Linked DNA regions of Gossypium hirsutum: all the other regions are linked to region 2. The links are chromatin contacts, called in public Hi-C maps. All regions are on one chromosome and are shown on one strand. Each heading gives the region's core, a stretch centred on a gene start, on an enhancer-like site or on the middle of the called end of the contact. The rest is flanking DNA. Distances are from core to core; before and after follow the strand shown. Region 1 holds the start of LOC107945600 (putative disease resistance RPP13-like protein 1). Region 2 holds the start of LOC107945612 (transketolase, chloroplastic). Region 3 holds the start of LOC107945594 (protein transport protein SEC31 homolog B).

Region 1 (3,449 bases), core at 507-3,006, 190 kb before region 2:
ATTTTACTTCCAGCAGCCCCTGCTGCAAAGGGTCTGCATAGAATATCCCAAAGTTCATAATTCTCATTCCACATGTCATCTAAAATGATCAAAAACGTTCTTCCCAGCAGCTTCTTCTCTAGCTGCTCTTGAAGTGAATTTAAATCCTTTAACTCGCCAATATCAGAACCAATAGCATGAAGCAAGGTCTTTGTCACCCTCAGCAAATCAAATTCCTCAGAGACACAAACCCAAGCTCTCAACTCAAATGAAGTCTTAATTCTCACGTCCTTATAAACTAACTGAGCAAGAGTAGTTTTACCTACTCCTCCCATACCTACAATGGAAACCACACCAATATCACCTTTATTCATCTCTCTGCCATCTATCAACAAGTTTACAATGGCATCTTTATCACTTGTCCTACCATAAACACGAGACTCGTCAACAAGAGAAGTGGTGCAACTCTGAAATACTTTCTCAGACCTCCCTCTACCAATCTCTTCTAAACTGAAATCATTCTTTCGTGCCACTAACTCATCAAACTTTGCAGTAATTTCTTGTATTCGGAACTTCATCTTCCCATCAAACTTAATAGCATTTGGATTGATAGCACGGAAACAAGATGGAAAGAAGTTCCATACCTTAGTGGTGCTTGGTGAAGACAGAGTGTGCTTCATTTGTTTCCGCCGCAAAGCCTCGGTGGCAAGTTCGTCAACAACATCTTCGGCATCAAAGGCAACATCCTGTAAGTCCCCGAGCCAAAGTTTGACAGATCGAGTTGTGATTTGCTTTTCTTCGGCATCCTCAAGCGAGGCGTTCAGTTTAAGCAGCAAATTCTGCCACTTATTCAATTCGGCTACAAGTTGCTCCTCCCGTGAGAATTTATTGAAGTCGGGGGACAACAGAGTTTCACAGAGGGAGCGGAAGCAAGCAGAGAGCAGAGCATCAGCAACACCAGACACAATAATTTCCATCTGAGTGAAACCGAGAAATGGAAGAGGATTATCTTAAGCTTCCTTTGTCTTGAATATCATCATCATCATCATCATCATCATCATCAAGTATCAAGTCATGCACTCTTCAGACAACATCAAGTGATGATCACTAGAGAGTAGGGATGAGATGTGCACTGTGCAGAGTCCAGTTGCCTTTGGCGTCCAACCAAATACTTGGAATAATAAGAAGACAATACCCGTAACACTATTTGCCTTCAGATTCATTCCGGATAAGTACTAGTTAAAACCCCAACCTGAGTTGAAATATGTCAAGGAAAAGGAAATAGAAAACACACTCGGACAGTCCAACAAAAATACTGACATTGATATTATCTTTGTTTATTATTTAACCCATATGTTTTGTAATATTCTTTCATAAAATAAAATAAAAATAGTATAATTAAAAAATGAATAAAAATCATTGTAAAAAATAAAAATTCTTCAAAATAAATGAAAAAAAAAAGAGTAAATAATAATTAGTCCACCACCGACATCATCTTCTTGTTGATGTCTTTTGTTTAAATAATAATTAGTGCACCACCGACATCATCTCCTTAATGTTATTGGTGTCTTTTGTCTATGATATTATGAGCAATTTATTTTATACATACTTTAATAAATTTACGCATTTTAACCTTTTGGTTAAGTCCAAATCACAAGTTGTACCAAAAATAACTAAATTCGTGTATTATTGTTTAAAGATAATATAGTTTTTAACTCTTGAAAATATAATTTTTTTATTTCAAAACTTCGATATCTATACTTTCTTTTTATTTTTTATTTTGATCTTTAGATTGAGACTTGTAACTAGATCTATTTTGATATTTGAATTTGAATTCAATCAAAATTTGATAATATAAAACCGAATCGAGTGAACCAAGAATTGATCAATATAAAAGTCCAAACAAAAAGATTGAACTAATTGTCTTGAAATTTATTTGAAATAGGTAAAAATTGAAAATAAAGACAAAAATCAATAATTGAACAAATTTAGTAAAAAATTATTTTTTTAGATTTTTATGATTTTTAAAACAATTAATTTAATTATTGTTAGTTTGATGATTGAATTAATTAAACTAGTCAAATAAAAAATTAATAGTTTGATTTATTCAACCGGTCTGATTATTAAAACATTAAATGTAACACTTTCAAATTGTACTATATTATCATTTAAAAATTTATTAATTTTTTAAGTTCATAGATCAAAATAAACTTAATTGTTAAATTCAAGTACCAAAATAGACCAATAAAACATACAACTACCAAAGTGAACTTAATTACCAAATTCAAAAGTCAAAATCATATTAACCCTCATTTTAACTTCCATATAAATCTAAATTCATATTCTAGTTCTGAATACCAGTATTTTCCCTCTAATTATGATTTCAAATTTAAGGCTTAAATAAAACTGAGGCGTTATTATTGAGCTTAATTGTAAATCCTGTAATAATAGTGGTTTATATTGCTCCCAGATGAACTTTTGGGATAAAAAGCGCTTTTGAGATAAATACTTTACTAAACAAAATGTTTTTGAACTTTTTAGAAGTACTTTCGGGACAAAATAATGCTTTGCAAAAACACTTTTTTTTACTAAATGCAGAAGCAGAAAATTTTAACTTTTACACAAAAGTGCATTTTGACCCAAAAGTACTTCTGAGAAACAATGCTAAACTGGTCCTAAGATACCACCTTCATTCCCATTTCTCGACCTAGCCTGCTAGCTTCTTGGTTAGCTGAACATGTTGACTTCCCTTTCATTATTATCCTCAATTGAGTTATTATACCCAAGCATTTTAGTTAAATATCCATAGTAACTAGTAGCATATCTATCCATGGAAGCGCAAAAAGATAAACACTATATTTTATCAAAAACACATTTCACAACAGAATTGATCTTCAAACAAAAAGGCTGGTTTAGGTTGCATTACTTGGGGAAAAAATCTCCTCTAATCCAAGCTGAAGGTTCTTGGGTTAGAACTTGGAGCCCTATTTGACAAAGCATCATTGCTATTCCTTCACATTACCAGAAGATTCTGGAGGTGGCTTCACAATACTTAGTTGGCCTCCATCCTTGTTAGCAACGGTGGCTGCTTTTATCTCATTGCAGTGATTTATGAACTTGGTCAACTCCTGCTCTCATCAAGTAAAGAAGAGACTCTGTTACTGTTAGCAAACTCTGTCACTGTTATTCACAGTGCCAAGAAATACACGTATATCCGGTGGAAAGAAAAGAAAATATATCTCTGCATGTAGCTTCATGAATCAATAATTACGATGTGCAATGCCAGTCTTCCATTGGAAAAAAGAAATATAGCTCAAATGACCCCCATATACTCTTTAAATTCTTAAAATCTTCAACTAACACAAATACTCGTAACAAACTCCAGCTTATATTCTATTTAGGCTAAGCTCAGCATAAGTCAAAGACTAAATAACAAACCTACATGTATGCACAGAACCGGACACTCAGTC
Region 2 (3,310 bases), core at 507-3,006:
CAACAGGGAGCTGCCCTTGAAGTCGAATAGAATGAAAAGTTTGCTGAATATGAGAAGAAATACAAAGATGAAGCTACAGAGCTCAAATTAATAATCACTGGTGAACTACCAGCCAGATGGGATAAGCACTTCCAGTGAGTAATCCTCTTATTGTCTTGATTCCTGAGTCTCAACTAAATTTAGTCAAACACTTAAATTCTTAGACAAATCTTGTTTCGTATGTAAAATGAGCCTTTTTTGTTTACAAATTTTCAAATATATACTCTGGAGAGCCCGGCTAATGCTACGAGAAACCTCCCTCAACAAAATCCCAATGCTTTTGTAAAAGTACTCCCGGGTTTTCTCGGTGGAAGTGCAGACCTTGCTTCTTCCAACATGACCTTGCTCAAAATGTATGGTAATTTTCAAAAAGACACCCCCGAGGAACGTAATATTAGGTTTGGTGTTAGAGAACACGGAATTGGAGTCATTTGCAACAGCATTACATATCATAGCCCCGACCTTATTCCGTATTGTGCTACTTTTTTCGTTTTCACCGATTACATGATAGCTGCTATTAGGATGTCTGCATTGAGTCAAGCCAGAGTTATTTACATTATGACACACGATTCCATTGGTAGCAGGGAAAATGGACCAACCCATTAACCAATCGAACACTTAGCTAGCTTTCATGCAATGCCTAATGTTTTCATGCTTCGTCCAGCTAATGGAAACGAAACTGCCGGTGCATACAAAATTACTATCCTCTATAGAAACACACATTCCATTATCACACTCTTTCAATGAGAACTACCCCAACTATTTAGAACTTCCATCGAGGGGGTCGAAAAAGGTGGCTACATTATATCAGACAATTTTTCAGGAAACAACCTCGACATAGTCCTAATCGGAACTGGTTCTGAATTGGAAATTACTGTTAAAGCTGCCAACGAACTAAGGAAGGGCAGAAAAGCTGTTCGGGTCGTCTCCCTTATTTCTTGGGAACTATTCGATAATCAATGAAACGCCTACAAAGAAAGTGTTTTACCATCTAGTGTATCATCTAGGCTAAATATTGAAGCTGAATCAACTTTCGGGTGGAATAAGATTGTTGGATTGAAAGGGAAGGCAATTGGAATTGATTGGTTTGGGACAAGTGCACCGACAGGTAGATTATACAAAGAATTCAATTTAACACCAGAGGTTGTTGTTGCAGCAGCAAAGGAACTTTGCTAGGCATTATTAGGTGCTTTTTGTGGCTGTTTTTGTTTTTAATAATAAAAGGAACCATCCAAATTTCTTATGTTGCTTTTGTGATTTTATATGTTTATGAATTTGTAATTCCTCTTTGAACTATTTTCAATTTGTTGGTGTCATGAGTTAATTAGATACTAACTTAATTGATAAATTATTAAATGAGTTATTTTATAATAAAGATATTTTTGTCTTTTCATATTCTTTTTATATAAAATCAATAATAATCCAATTATAATGAGATTTAACTCTAAACGTAATATGTTTTAAACATTTAATTTTAACATTTCAATTAAATATTCATTTGATTTTTATATTAACTTTTTTTTTGAAATTTTCAGATTGGGCTTTTTATTAATAAAATAATAAACAACATCTGTTCAAACAAATTATACCTAAACTTAAGAAAACGACCCAAAAATATTAATCCAAAAAAATTGATACCTAAACCTAAGCAAACGACCCATTACAGATGGCCATAGTCAAACAAATATCTAGATATTATTATGGAAAACTCTAGAAACGACACTAAATGCACCGATCCGTTGCCCAATCAGAATTTACTGAAATCTATTTTTTCCTCTTTATGTCATTTCAATTTCCTTTTGACGATTTCAATTTTCAAAACTTTCCTTGTAGATTGCTTCATTTCCTTTTTTGTTTTGAAACTTTCTCTCTTCCATTCTTCATCTCCTGAAGCTTTCCTAATCTGGTTCGTACACCCCATCATACCTTGTTTGATCTTCAGCATACGCAGGGACCTCCATTTCCAGGTATATTTCCTCTCTTCTTCTTAGCGTTTCTTTTGCAAGAATATGTGCAAGATTGTTCGCAGATCTTGGTGTATGTTGAAATCTGATATTATTTAAGCCTTTTATTTTCTGTTGGATATCATAAATATATGCCCCTACTAGTGATCGATCTTGACCCTTTGTGTTGCATTTCTTTATTATTACGAGGGAATCTCTTTCAAAGATGATTGACTGCCATCCCTTTTTCGACTCCTATTTGGACTGCTTTTCAACAGGCTATTGATTCAGCAGCAAGAGCAGAGGATATGTCTTTGTGGATTTCTGAACAAGATAAAAGAACTTTTCCTTCCGCATCTCTGGCCAAAATACCTGAAGCTGACCGGTTCTGGCTCTCATTGTATGCACCGTCAAAGTTAATCTTGATGAAATCCCACTGTGGGTACCTCCATCTTTTGTTTTTTGTTATTATTACCGGGTCTCTTTTTTCAAAACCAGTTAGCTCAGTAATGTAATTTTTTATAAAATTTGCAATTTACTTTCCATTTCTGACTTTTTCTTCGTGTACTCTTCTGTTTCGATCTCATCATATGGCCCAAAGTACGCAGTAGAAAAGGCGACCTTGACAAGGGTTGAGCTGCTCAAACACCTAGATAAGCCACTGTACAAAGTCCGTGTTTTGATTCATCATAATATTCTGAAATGATAGTGTTATCCATACTTCTACTGTAACAGGGCATTCTCGAAATAAATGGTTCATTGTTTCAGCTATTTCTCCACATCGGGGACAATTTGTGTTGACTGCTAGCTTCCTGTGCTGCATATTTACCTTTGTAGGCAGATAATTCCATGAAAGCCTCCATATTGTAAGCTTTATTTTTGTTGGTAGATTCAGGCTCTAAAGTTTTTTGTAGAATTTTCTGTAGATGGTTTGTAAAGCATAAGCTCTAGGATTTTCATCCGAACTCTGTAATAGTTTATAGGCACTTCGGACCGTGAATTCACCCGACATTTCACCTCCCCAAATGAGAAAATCTTTATGAGGTGTTCGTGCCAGAGGGATTCGAAGGATTCTTACAGCGTCTTCTTCTGTGAAGGTACTATTTATCAGCTCCTTTTTCCGAAGTCTATTATTACTGTCGATCAACTCATTAACTTTGGACTCGTGCATAGAATTGATCACTGTTGATAATTTAAAATTAACTGAATCTGGAATCCAAGCATCATTAATAGATATACTAGTACCCGTACCCACCCTCCAACATTGTCCTTTTGTCAATAAGGCTTTAGCTGCCCAAATACTTTTCCACACGTAGGAACAAGAATTT
Region 3 (3,622 bases), core at 1,023-3,522, 240 kb before region 2:
TGATTGGTGCATACCCTAAGAGGCGGAAAATGAGAGGGTTGTGCAGGTGTTGCCAAATCCCAGATGCAGATTTCACCATCATCTGCCCCAGACGCTAGTAAGTTTGGAGCAAAGGCATTGAACTCAAGACCACGAACCTAAAATATGGCAAAACAAAATGAAGTAAACAGACTATGCAATCTTCAAATGCTTGATGGAAGTATCAAATATGTAAAAAGATATCAAACATTTATTAGAGAAAAGGGAAACTCACAGGCCCTTTGTGCCTTGAAAGATGTCCAATCAGAGCTTGTTCACTTGTCTCAGAGCTGGGGAAAGAAAGCAAGAACAAATTACTATAACGTTATCATATATAGTAAAATATCTAAGATGATGTCAATTGTTTTCAAACCGTGAAAAAACAAAGCTAATAATGAAATCAATGTCCCAAGACATGATAAGATTGTTAAAGAAACCACAGTAGCAAAAAAATACTAGTACTTATTAACAAAAATAAAAGAAAAAAAATCTTAAAAGTGAAATGTGAAAGTTATCAAATCCAATAATCTAGAAAACAAAGTCCATAAGCGAGGAGATGAAAAAGTCAAAAGGTTACTCTTCCCAGTCAAAGGGTCCCAATCAAGAACCATTTTAGGAAAAAAGAAATCCCAAAAGATGAAGATATTCGTTTAATTTTTTGATAAATGCAACATGACACATTGTAACCAGCAAGACCAGGGAACAAAAAATTTCCAGTGATTTAACAATATTCTTTATTTTTCTATAAATCATCCAGTCATAACCAGGCACAAAAGAACCAGCCTGACTTACGATTCAAATACTGAACAATGAACCCCCAAGTTTCATTCACTCTCGCTACTAATTCCTAACAGCAAAACAGTACCATTGACAAATTAGACCAAATGCAAACCACTCGTCTTGACTACTCAAAGACAGTGCAAAGATCAGACACGGCAAACTAACATTCATTTAACTTATAACAGCTCAACACAAACAAGGCAATAGAAATTTACTTGGGAACTGAATTTCAAAATATTTCAGCCAGAATTAATTCCGTCCAACCATTCATCAAATAATGTAATAATAAATAATCTAAAGCTCATAAATTGTGGGCGCGTTATTACTAAATCAAATCATAAAAATTCTAGCCTTAAATTAAACAAGCTCAACAGCTTAAATACCAATTTTTATAGACCATATGAAACACGAAATTCCCTTCGGTACCCAATTGATCCACTCCAAAGAACCAGGCAATTCAATGTAAATAAGTACCAAAAAGTATAGAAAGCTGAGATAGAAAGTGTATCAATGCGCAATAAATAACTCCATAGTATATAGCAACTTGCTAGAAGGCAGTCACCCTTTTACACAGACATTATATACAATTAAAACCCGCAATATACCCAATTACCTTAAAGATTAAGAAAAATGCCTTGCAATTTACCACATTTCCAATTCAACTGAAAATTAAGGTGAATTAGATAAAGCAAACTAGATGCATATTATAGAGAGAGCTTATAAAAATCCAATTTACCCAATCAGGGTTAAGGGATTCCAAAGATCGATGTTGCCATCAACGAGGCCACCAGCAATGAGCCCGAGTGAAAACTCATCGGAAGCGGATCCGTTCTTGGCCCAAGTGAGGCGGTTAAAGCGCTCTGAGCTGGGATACTCGCCTACGACGGTAAGCTCACGATCGTCATTCTGGAAATCAAGCTTAAAGATCTCTAGACTCGCCGATGAGCTGAATGATAGATCCACTGCTCCAGCCATGGTCCCCGCTGCCATATATGGCGCGTCCGGCGCCAGTACCACTGACGCCGATCTATTCACCCCTTTTATACACGCCATTTGATTAAAGGCAAATTTTTTACGTTTCCTTATCCCAAAAATGCCTATTGTTTTATCTTTCGGTACTAGTGGAAAAACAAACAAAGAGTGATAGTAAGTATCGGCGGATATATGAACTGAAACAGAAGAACTCCAAGGACAGATCTGATTTGGATTAAAATGGTGATAATTTGGACAATTAGGCTTGATCTAATTTTGGGAAATTATTAATGGAAGAAACAAAAAGAAAGAGCTCGATCAACGGGCCAAACAGAGGAAGATTTTGTGTTCAAAACACAGTGGAGTGAGGGCTTTTTTTTCTTCCTCTCTTCTTTTTCTGCTGGCGATGGAGGAGAAGAAAGGAGAGTGGTAAACCGGTAATTTTATTTTATGTTTTGTTTTTCAATGATGAGAGACTTGGAGTTTTATCAGCACATCGAATCAAAATATGACAGGTGGATCCAAGAACCAACCAACTTAAAAAGACCCTTCATTTTGTAAACCGTTAATGCGAGGGAAACGCATCCTTATTTGGTTTGGGCTATGAATCTATCACACCCACAAAAGTGGGCATAATGAAATCATCCAAAAGCACCCATGGATAGAGTCCAATCCAATTGGACAAGGAAAATTTAAAAGTGCTTTTAATTTTAGGGTTAGTTTAATATTATTTTTAAAAATGCTTTAAAAAAACAGTATAATTGAAAAGTATTTTTAAATAGTTTGTTTAAAATTTAACAACACGTTTGGTTCGCTGTATTGGAATAGAGGCGTAATGGAATAGAGGCGTAATAGCAAATCAATTGTTTGGTTGAATGTAATGGAATAGAGGCGTAATAGTATTCTTGTGTTTGGTTGAATGGAATAGAGGTGTAATAGCATAAGGAAAAAAATTAAAATGACTAGAATACCCTTAACAGAAATTTGTTTAGATAAATGATTATTGTTATTGTTATTAAATTTTAATAAAATTATTAATATCAGTAATAAATAATTTAATCATATTTTAACATAATTATTATTAAATATATTTTAATTAAAATATATAATTTAATAAAATTCTTAATAATCAATATTCTTATATGAATTTATTAAAATCATAATATATGATACTATAAAATATAATTTAAAATAATTAATATTAAATATATTTTAATTAATATTAAATAATTAATGTTGACAAATGTTTGTTCTCATCTTGGTTACCATCAACATGCCCTTCATCTTCTAACTAATTGCCAGAATGCCACTATAAACAATAATTGCAGTCCTTCAATTCAGAAATGAAAATTTCTCCAGCCAAAGTGTCCAAATTGATGATAACAGGAATTCTTTACTAGTTGTGCAATAAAACAGATACATGAATCCGATATCCAAGGAAAGCTAAATCCTGCAAAAATTTTACATGTCTCTCTCAATTCTCAAGATCCTTCTCCTTTTATATGTATAAATACAGTGGTTGTATAAGATAAATGATTTCCTCCCATGTATACTTTCTTTCTTTTTTTTTATCTGCAAAATTCATGGTGGGTAAACTCTATACATTGTTTTTTCTGGGTTTCTGAACATGGCTTTTCCAACTATAGCACTCGGATTTTGCATCTTCATCATCTTCCATGCTCTCACACCCTGTAGTGGAGGTCCCTCCGGTGTTTGTGGCTAACTGGAGAGGACCTTGAGGGGAACCCGACTGCGAACTGCTCCTTTTCGAGGATTCTCCAAACTGATCTTGACACATCCATGCATGACCACCACCCAAAACAAGGCCTGATTGATTTGCAGGGGTTGTTGT

The links. Hi-C and Micro-C count contacts between places; a contact is called where the count stands out from the background.
Region 1: a Hi-C map of leaf shows a contact between it and region 2, with 1.8 times the contacts expected there. The contact joins the promoter of LOC107945600 here to the promoter of LOC107945612 in region 2. A contact is called at or near these places in 3 of 34 Hi-C or Micro-C datasets (all in leaf).
Region 3: a Hi-C map of leaf shows a contact between it and region 2, with 2.2 times the contacts expected there. The contact joins the promoter of LOC107945594 here to the promoter of LOC107945612 in region 2. A contact is called at or near these places in 2 of 34 Hi-C or Micro-C datasets (both in leaf).

Annotation. Positions count from the first base shown.
Region 1 is chrD12:38,823,458-38,826,906 of Gossypium_hirsutum_v2.1, forward strand. It overlaps LOC107945600 (putative disease resistance RPP13-like protein 1), which reads right to left and starts at 1,757. Exons shown (of 2, transcript XM_016879661.2): 1 at 1-1,757. The coding sequence starts at 956. It overlaps LOC107945601, which reads right to left. Exons shown (of 3, transcript XM_016879662.2): 3 at 2,813-3,107. The coding sequence ends at 2,985.
Region 2 is chrD12:39,010,684-39,013,993 of Gossypium_hirsutum_v2.1, forward strand. LOC107945612 (transketolase, chloroplastic) reads left to right here and starts at 1,757. Exons shown (of 12, transcript XM_041106656.1): 1 at 1,757-2,006; 2 at 2,261-2,420; 3 at 2,584-2,652; 4 at 2,718-2,848; 5 at 2,959-3,079. It also overlaps the pseudogene LOC107945611.
Region 3 is chrD12:38,766,936-38,770,557 of Gossypium_hirsutum_v2.1, forward strand. LOC107945594 (protein transport protein SEC31 homolog B) reads right to left here and starts at 2,273. Exons shown (of 22, transcript XM_016879652.2): 1 at 1,535-2,273; 2 at 254-308; 3 at 15-137. The coding sequence starts at 1,851. It overlaps LOC107945595 (probable aspartyl aminopeptidase), which reads right to left. Exons shown (of 6, transcript XR_005921610.1): 6 at 3,083-3,622.